Linked DNA regions of Sus scrofa: region 2 is linked to region 1. Evidence: chromatin contacts called from public promoter capture Hi-C data. All regions are on one chromosome and are shown on one strand. Each heading gives the region's core, a stretch centred on a gene start, on an enhancer-like site or on the middle of the called end of the contact. The rest is flanking DNA. Distances are from core to core; before and after follow the strand shown.

Region 1 (3,347 bases), core at 418-2,917:
CAATTTAAAATATTTAAATAAGATTTCAAACCAACATGGCTTTACACTAACATTTCTTAAACCAAGGCAGAAAAAAATCCATTGCAGTCGATTCTCGGCTCCCCATTTCCACCACCATCCACTCCATCACCACTGCCAGCCCCAAATTGCTTTATTGCAGTGGAATTATGTTATAATGTTAAATTGCTATAATTCAAGTTTCAGACTAGAGGAAGAGCAGCACAGAGAGTTAGTCTTTCTGAGGCGAATTCGCAAAGGAAAATAAATGTGTAGCCGGAGAATTCAGGAAGATGGAGAAGGAACTTTGTGGCCCAGGCTATTTTCAGGCCCTTTAACCCCCTCATCCCTTAGCATATTCCTGGGGCTTTGTCCTTGTGGCTTTAGGGGTGTCTGAGGTAGTGGGAGGACAGTTGAAAAGTGATGGCCATGTGGTGCTAGAAGGAAAGAATCTGGAGTTCACCCCAGCTCCCACCACTGCCCACTACGCCTCTCCCCTCTGTTCCTCGTGCCTATCGTCTCAGCTGGGTCCTTTCCAAGTAGCGTGACTGATACAGAGACCACAGCACACATTTCTGGAAGACAATCCTTGTTACAGAAAATGAGCCATAATCAAATCAATAAAGCATCATTCCTACGAGCCTCTACCTGCCATAGAAAGGACACTGTTCTACCAAACACTGCTTTGAAATGAGATTCCACTGCTCCCCATACCCCTTCATTGAATAAAGATTCATTCAGAATTATTACGTGTCAAGTCCTCTGCCAGACGCAGGGGGGAGACACGAAGGTGAAATGACAAGAAGATGGGCCCTGCCCGCAGCGCACTGGGAAGAGGGCTGGGGGGAAGGAGTGTAAACTCTAACTTCTCTTTGTAGCTCTTTTTTCCCCTTTAATCAAGCCCACATGTTTCACGAAGGGGCTTGAAAGGAGGGAAGGATTATAAAAATGTTCACTTTCATCCTGCAGATATGAGAAAACAAGAACATGCTGCCATTACTCGACAACTTTATGGCTCCAAATAATGCCAGCGCACGCAGTCCATCAACAGAGGGCCGAAAGTCTGCACCCGGTGGGCATATCATGGGTGCCCGGGCGAGGGCGGGGGGGCATGCTCAGGCAATGCCAGTCCAGGGCCAGGCTTCCCAGGACCCCAGACAGGAGGAGGAGAAAGGGCCAGGGAAGCAGGAGGAAGGAGGCCCATCTGCTCTCAGAGCCAACAAAAGCCCGCCAAGCCCCAGTCCCCTCCACACACCTTCCTCCTCTTCTTAAGAAATGACAGAATTCAGGAAATATTACTTCGGCTTGCAGGCTTCTGTCCTGGCCTATCAAACCCACAGAGAAGTCCCAGCAAATTACTGGAAACTGCACTTTGAACTTAGCCCCTGGCAAGGAGCCCAGTCAAACAGCCATGTACAAGTTCCTTTCCTCCGAGGGGCCCCTCCACCAGGGTGTCCCTATAGACACTCAGAGAGCTGATTGCAACAGGTTGGAATGAGGCCCTGCGCCAGGAAAACAAGCCCTGACCAGTATGATTTCCTACTGCCTGTGCTGTTTCTCAAAAAGTTTTTTTTGGCATGTTCCCCCTCGTTTTGTTGGACTGGGTTACAGGCTCAGGTCCCATCGAGGAAAAGAGTGGCACCCTTTTCACAAAATGCTGAATCTTTGTTTAGCTCAAAAACTGCTCCATCGGCCCCACCGGTAAGTCCAGTAATGTCGGGGGGCAGCAGGGCTGGGGGGACTGGTCAGGCCAGTTGCTAAGCAAATTCTCTGAACTCCCAAGGCATGGAGAAGTAATTAGCTGGTAAACCCCACAGATATTTCTACCTCCAACAAGGGAGATGGTCTTTCTCTGCCCACTAGACCTCACTACACGGTCTGAAAATAAACCAACCCTAGGGGCTGTGAGGGCATCGGCCACTTCTGCCATGCCTGGTCCCACGACTGCTGCTCCTCCTTCAGAGGAAACCGCCAAAACATTGGCCTCTTTCTAGCTCTGTTCTATTTCTAAGAAAACTCAATTGCACAAGCAAATAAACGGACTTATAAAACAAAGAGGTCACCGAGAGACAGATAAAGCTAAAGGTTAGACAGCTGCAGAAACACGCCTCTATCCCAGCTGCAGAGGGAGCTCCCTGGAGGAAGCAGCTCATCCCCCAGGAACCATCAGCCACCTGCAAGGGGGAGGGGATACGCTCAGGGCTACTCCACTTCAGATGAAACATTCCTTTCTCAAGTACTAAAAGGGATTCAAATCACCACCAGATTGGGCCAGGGGTGACCTAAATCTCCTCGCGTGCATTTACTCTAACTGCTCTCTCAGAATGGGGCTTTTTCTGATGATACTTGTATTGTGTCATATGCAGAGTGGAAGGAGTGCAGCTATCTCCTCTCCTGATCTTGTGATAAAGAAAACTCCCCCAAACAGGCGTTTTTTAGTTTTATGTTCTTTCTAGAGATTGCACACCGATTGGGAGGGCGGCTAGTTCCACCTCTAAGCCCACAGCTTCCCCGCTCCTGCCTCCCTGACCTCTTACTGACCCAGTTATGCAATAACCAGCGGTCCATGAACACCATACAATCCCCCCCAAATGCTACTGAGGACATCTTTTTAGAGCACTGGTGCCTGGCCCTGGCATATTCAGGGAGGTTCCCACAGCTTTTCCACTGTGATTGTCAAAGCTCAACTCTCTTCCATTTGTTCCCCTCTCCTACCCCCACCCCCAGTGGTCCTCAGAGAAGTAACTCAAGAACAGCAACAAACCCAGACCTCACATAAAGTCTACAAAGATGGTGTGTACCAGTGAAGTGTTCGCTCCTCTAGGTATTCAACAAGCATTTAGGATGATTCTAACAAAGCAACTCTTACCATGTAGATCCCTCCTAGGCTCTGTGTCGTCTTCTACAAAACAACCTGGGAGAAAAATACAGACACCTTGGGGAGGTTGTGCCCATAAATGGCAGGTGTGAGGGGTCAGACCCAGCAGAGGGGACAATCAGAGCATGAACATATGTTCTAAGCCACAGAGACACAGAAAGCTGAGAGAACTAAGTAGGGTTGCAAAGAAGGCCTCCATCTCCATTCAGAAATCCAAGGGACCAATGAATTTCAGTCATGTCCAAGCACACGGAAAACTAGAGCCAGGTGGGTGATGACTAGCAGCTAGCAAGGGGAAAATTCAGAGCACTTCTGCACCAAAGACCCAGGGCCAAAAAGCCTTCTACCCCCATCTCCCTTCACTGGACCATAATCACCTTTTGATGACAATGGGAAAAATAATTTTTAATTGCCCTATAAAGAAGGCAATACAAAGACCCACAGAATATAAAGCAAAGAGATGAAAAACAGA
Region 2 (3,347 bases), core at 386-2,885, 270 kb after region 1:
GTGGCCATTTAAAAAAAAAAAAAAAAAAAAAAAAAAAAAAAGGGCAATAAAACAGAATTTTTTGGTTAGAATTTCTGATTATATTCATAACTGCATTTTAATCATGTTACTATGTTGCTTTTGAATATCATCATGATTTCAGGAAGTAGGAGTAATCATATATATACATATATTTGTATATATATGTGTGTATGTATATATAGATATACGAATTTTTTTTCCTGCTTTTAGAAAAAATTCTTTTCACCCAATGATTGGATTTTGATGAAAATAGCTTTGAGAAGAACTTGTCTAAGTTAGATTCTTATATATAAGCCAAACTTTCACATCTTAATGAAAAAAAAAAAGGGGTTTTCTTGTTAAATAAGTTAGGGAAACACTTGGGTAGAAAAAAAATTAAACAAGTTTCTATATGCAGGAATTTTTGCAGCTTATATTAATGAGTATTAAAAATCTCCAAAAGGGATCTTCAGTAGTATATAGAAATTCTATCCCAGGTTTTAATTATAGAACATCCCAAAAACTAATATCACATTTTCACTTTGGAAAAATCTGCTGTATACTTTTTCACATGTCTCAATACCTAGAATATGATGTTAATTGGTTTATCAAGTATCTATTAATTCTTAAGTCATGTACAAATTAGTAAGCAAAAAGTTAATTAACAAAGTAAATATAGTAATTTTATTTAAAAATGAATGCTTTAGTTATTTTTGGACTATTCTCTACATTTAACATTAGTTCATTAGGTAGAAATGACGCATGATCAGCTTCCTTGATATGTATTTTATCATAAAATTCAAAACTGTACTTCAATCATGGGAATTACTTCTTCCCTATTTTTTTTGGCTATGCCCTCAGCATGAAGAAGTTCCCTTGCTGGGTATCAAACACAAGCCACAGCAGTGACAATGCCAGATCCTCAGCTACTGCTAGGCTACCAGGAAACTCCAAGTAAACATATTTTTTCAAATTATTAAAAATATTATCTAAGATAAATAAAATTAATGTTTATATACTCCTCAGAATCTATAGAGCAATTTTCACACAGTACTATATTTCATTTAATATTATTCTAAATTCTATGAATTAAGTATTCATATATCCCCATTAAGAAAAAGAAAATGAGGCCCAAGATCATACAATAAATGGCAGAAACTAAACTGAAATCAGGGGGTCTCAGAATGTTGAATCAGACCTTTTTTACTTTACTATCCTGCCAGTACAATATGATACTCAGCATCAGGGGACAAGAAAAAAAAAATCTTGTTCTGAAATATGATACAAGTATAAAAATTATTTAAAAATTTACCAAAATTATATAAAAAATTATCATCAAAAAAATTATAACACATCTACAGGTACCAGCCTCTATTTTATTGTTGCTGGGGATACAGCTGCAAATGGCTTGTTTGTTTTTTTTTTTTTTTAAGTTGAAGTTATCCTTTTCACCTTTCTGGGAAAACTCATTCTAGGCTATTTTAAAATTTCCTTTCTAGTAGTTGAAAGAACAACACGGCAGAGGATATAGGGCATACACGTCATCTAAGTCAATGGAACAACACTCAGCATGCATCTGTACTTCCTGCCCTCCACCCCCACCCCAAGTTGTAGCTGTCCCTGGGCAATGCAGGTTGAGTACACTTCAATGATTATAACACTGTCTGGGCCAACAGCCAAACTAGGCTTTTTCTGGCCTGATCTTGTCAGTGAAAGTTAGCTTAAAAAAAACGGTAGGAAAGAGCTTTCCTTCCTGTAAAGCCCTGAATGAGTTAACACCCTTCCTAGAATTTCTTTAAAAATACTGTTCTGCAACATTAGGGTGGAAGAATGTATTTTGAATGACAGCATGCTCTGTTATTTTTAAAAAAACCATACAACAATTCTCAATGAAGAAATAAGCCCAGAAGAAACACTTCTGGCCGCAAGGTCATAGACACTGTAGTCTTACATTAACTCTGTTTAAAAAATTGTTGGGCAAACTGCCTTCACCAGAGAACTTATTCAAGACCTTGGCAAGTCTTTATATCTCTAACAGCCTGTTCCCTCATGTGTGAAAATGATGGTCCTTTAATCAGAGAGGCCTATGTACTTCTGACAAGAATTCTTCTCAAAGTACACAAGATGAGAAAATACCCCACACAATTCTGCAAGTAATTCCATTGAGTTCAGCTGAAATCTGCTTGTGCACCCCAGACTAAGAATGACTCTATTAGATGACCTTTTAAATGGGCTTTCCAGATCCAATTCCATATACTATTTTACCCAAGGCAATGCCCACTGAATATATTAAATGCTCTTTATTGAAAATATACTACCATTGGCTCCTATTTATTTAAAATGATCATCAAGGGTGTGTATGTGAGTGCAGGGAGTGTATTTTTCTGTAAAGAAAAGCAGCACTAAGCCTTTACATTTTACTTGAATGAAAACATATCAATATATCATGATTCACGGAGAAAATTATTCCTGAAACTAGAGAAGAGAGGTGAATCCTTGATAACACTTCTGATTTATTTCAAAGAAATCTTGTGCTTCTTCTAGACATTTCCCACTTCCTTTAAATTCAACTGAAGAATAGGTATGTTAAAGGTAACTCTTAAATCTCTCTTGAAACTGTCACTTCTATTTCATCTTCTTTAAAATGATCATTCTAATTGCAAATACTGTAACTTCTCGTTTTCTAGCCATTTAATAGCACCTCAAAGGAAAAAGTCAAATTCAAGTATAGTGTTTCAGGCTTCTATAATTTTGATTTGAGTTTTCCAAGTTATATGCAGCCACTTTTCCTTTCTCACTCTGTGGGTCCAAGAGCATCTACGCAGTTACCGGTAGTGAAGCTTCAAGCTGCCTTCTGCATCTTTGTCCTCACACATAATTCTCTCTGCTCTGAATGACATTTTATCTCCTAGTCTGTTAGGCAAGCCCCACTTCTTATTCAACTTTCAGCTTAAAACTCTTCTCTTTGATACAACCTTCTACAACTCTTTCAATTTCTGTATAATTTGTAATTTGGCATACAGGTTAAAAAATGAAGGCAAAAGAATCACCCTAACTGGGTTAAAATTCTAGTTCCACTATTTTTTAGCTGTGTTTAAATAAATCATTTAAACCTCTTGGTACTTTAATATCCTTAACAGTGCTAGTATCTACTCAGAAGATGACTGTATGTATTCAATGATACAATCCATATAAAAGGCTCAGCATAGTGCTTGGCACATGGCATGTATGTTTCAATTCAGATGCTACTGTCATCGTTACCGTTCCTGTATAATTATCCCAGTACTTGAACACACTCCTTGAATATATGGAATGATAGTTACCCTTTGATCCTCATACCTGGCATA

Evidence for each region. Promoter capture Hi-C pulls out the DNA fragments that hold promoters and counts their contacts.
Region 2: a contact with region 1 is called in a promoter capture Hi-C map of liver, with 3 times the contacts expected there. The contact joins two enhancer-like sites. A contact is called at or near these places in 1 of 5 promoter capture datasets (liver) and 1 of 47 Hi-C or Micro-C datasets (liver).

The regions. Positions count from the first base shown.
Region 1 is chr8:100,726,609-100,729,955 of Sscrofa11.1, forward strand. It overlaps a transcript of SPRY1 not described here. Among named protein-coding and RNA genes, the nearest start is that of SPRY1, 130 kb to the right of the region's middle. Within about 2 kb of position 1,668, at least 36 of the 83 cell types and tissues checked have an H3K27ac peak or open chromatin away from gene starts, as enhancers often do. A contact at or near this core is called in liver, where this site is marked.
Region 2 is chr8:100,993,761-100,997,107 of Sscrofa11.1, forward strand. All of the region lies in intron 15 of SPATA5 (spermatogenesis associated 5), which reads right to left. Among named protein-coding and RNA genes, the nearest start is that of SPRY1, 130 kb to the left of the region's middle. Within about 2 kb of position 1,636, at least 16 of the 83 cell types and tissues checked have an H3K27ac peak or open chromatin away from gene starts, as enhancers often do. A contact at or near this core is called in liver, where this site is marked.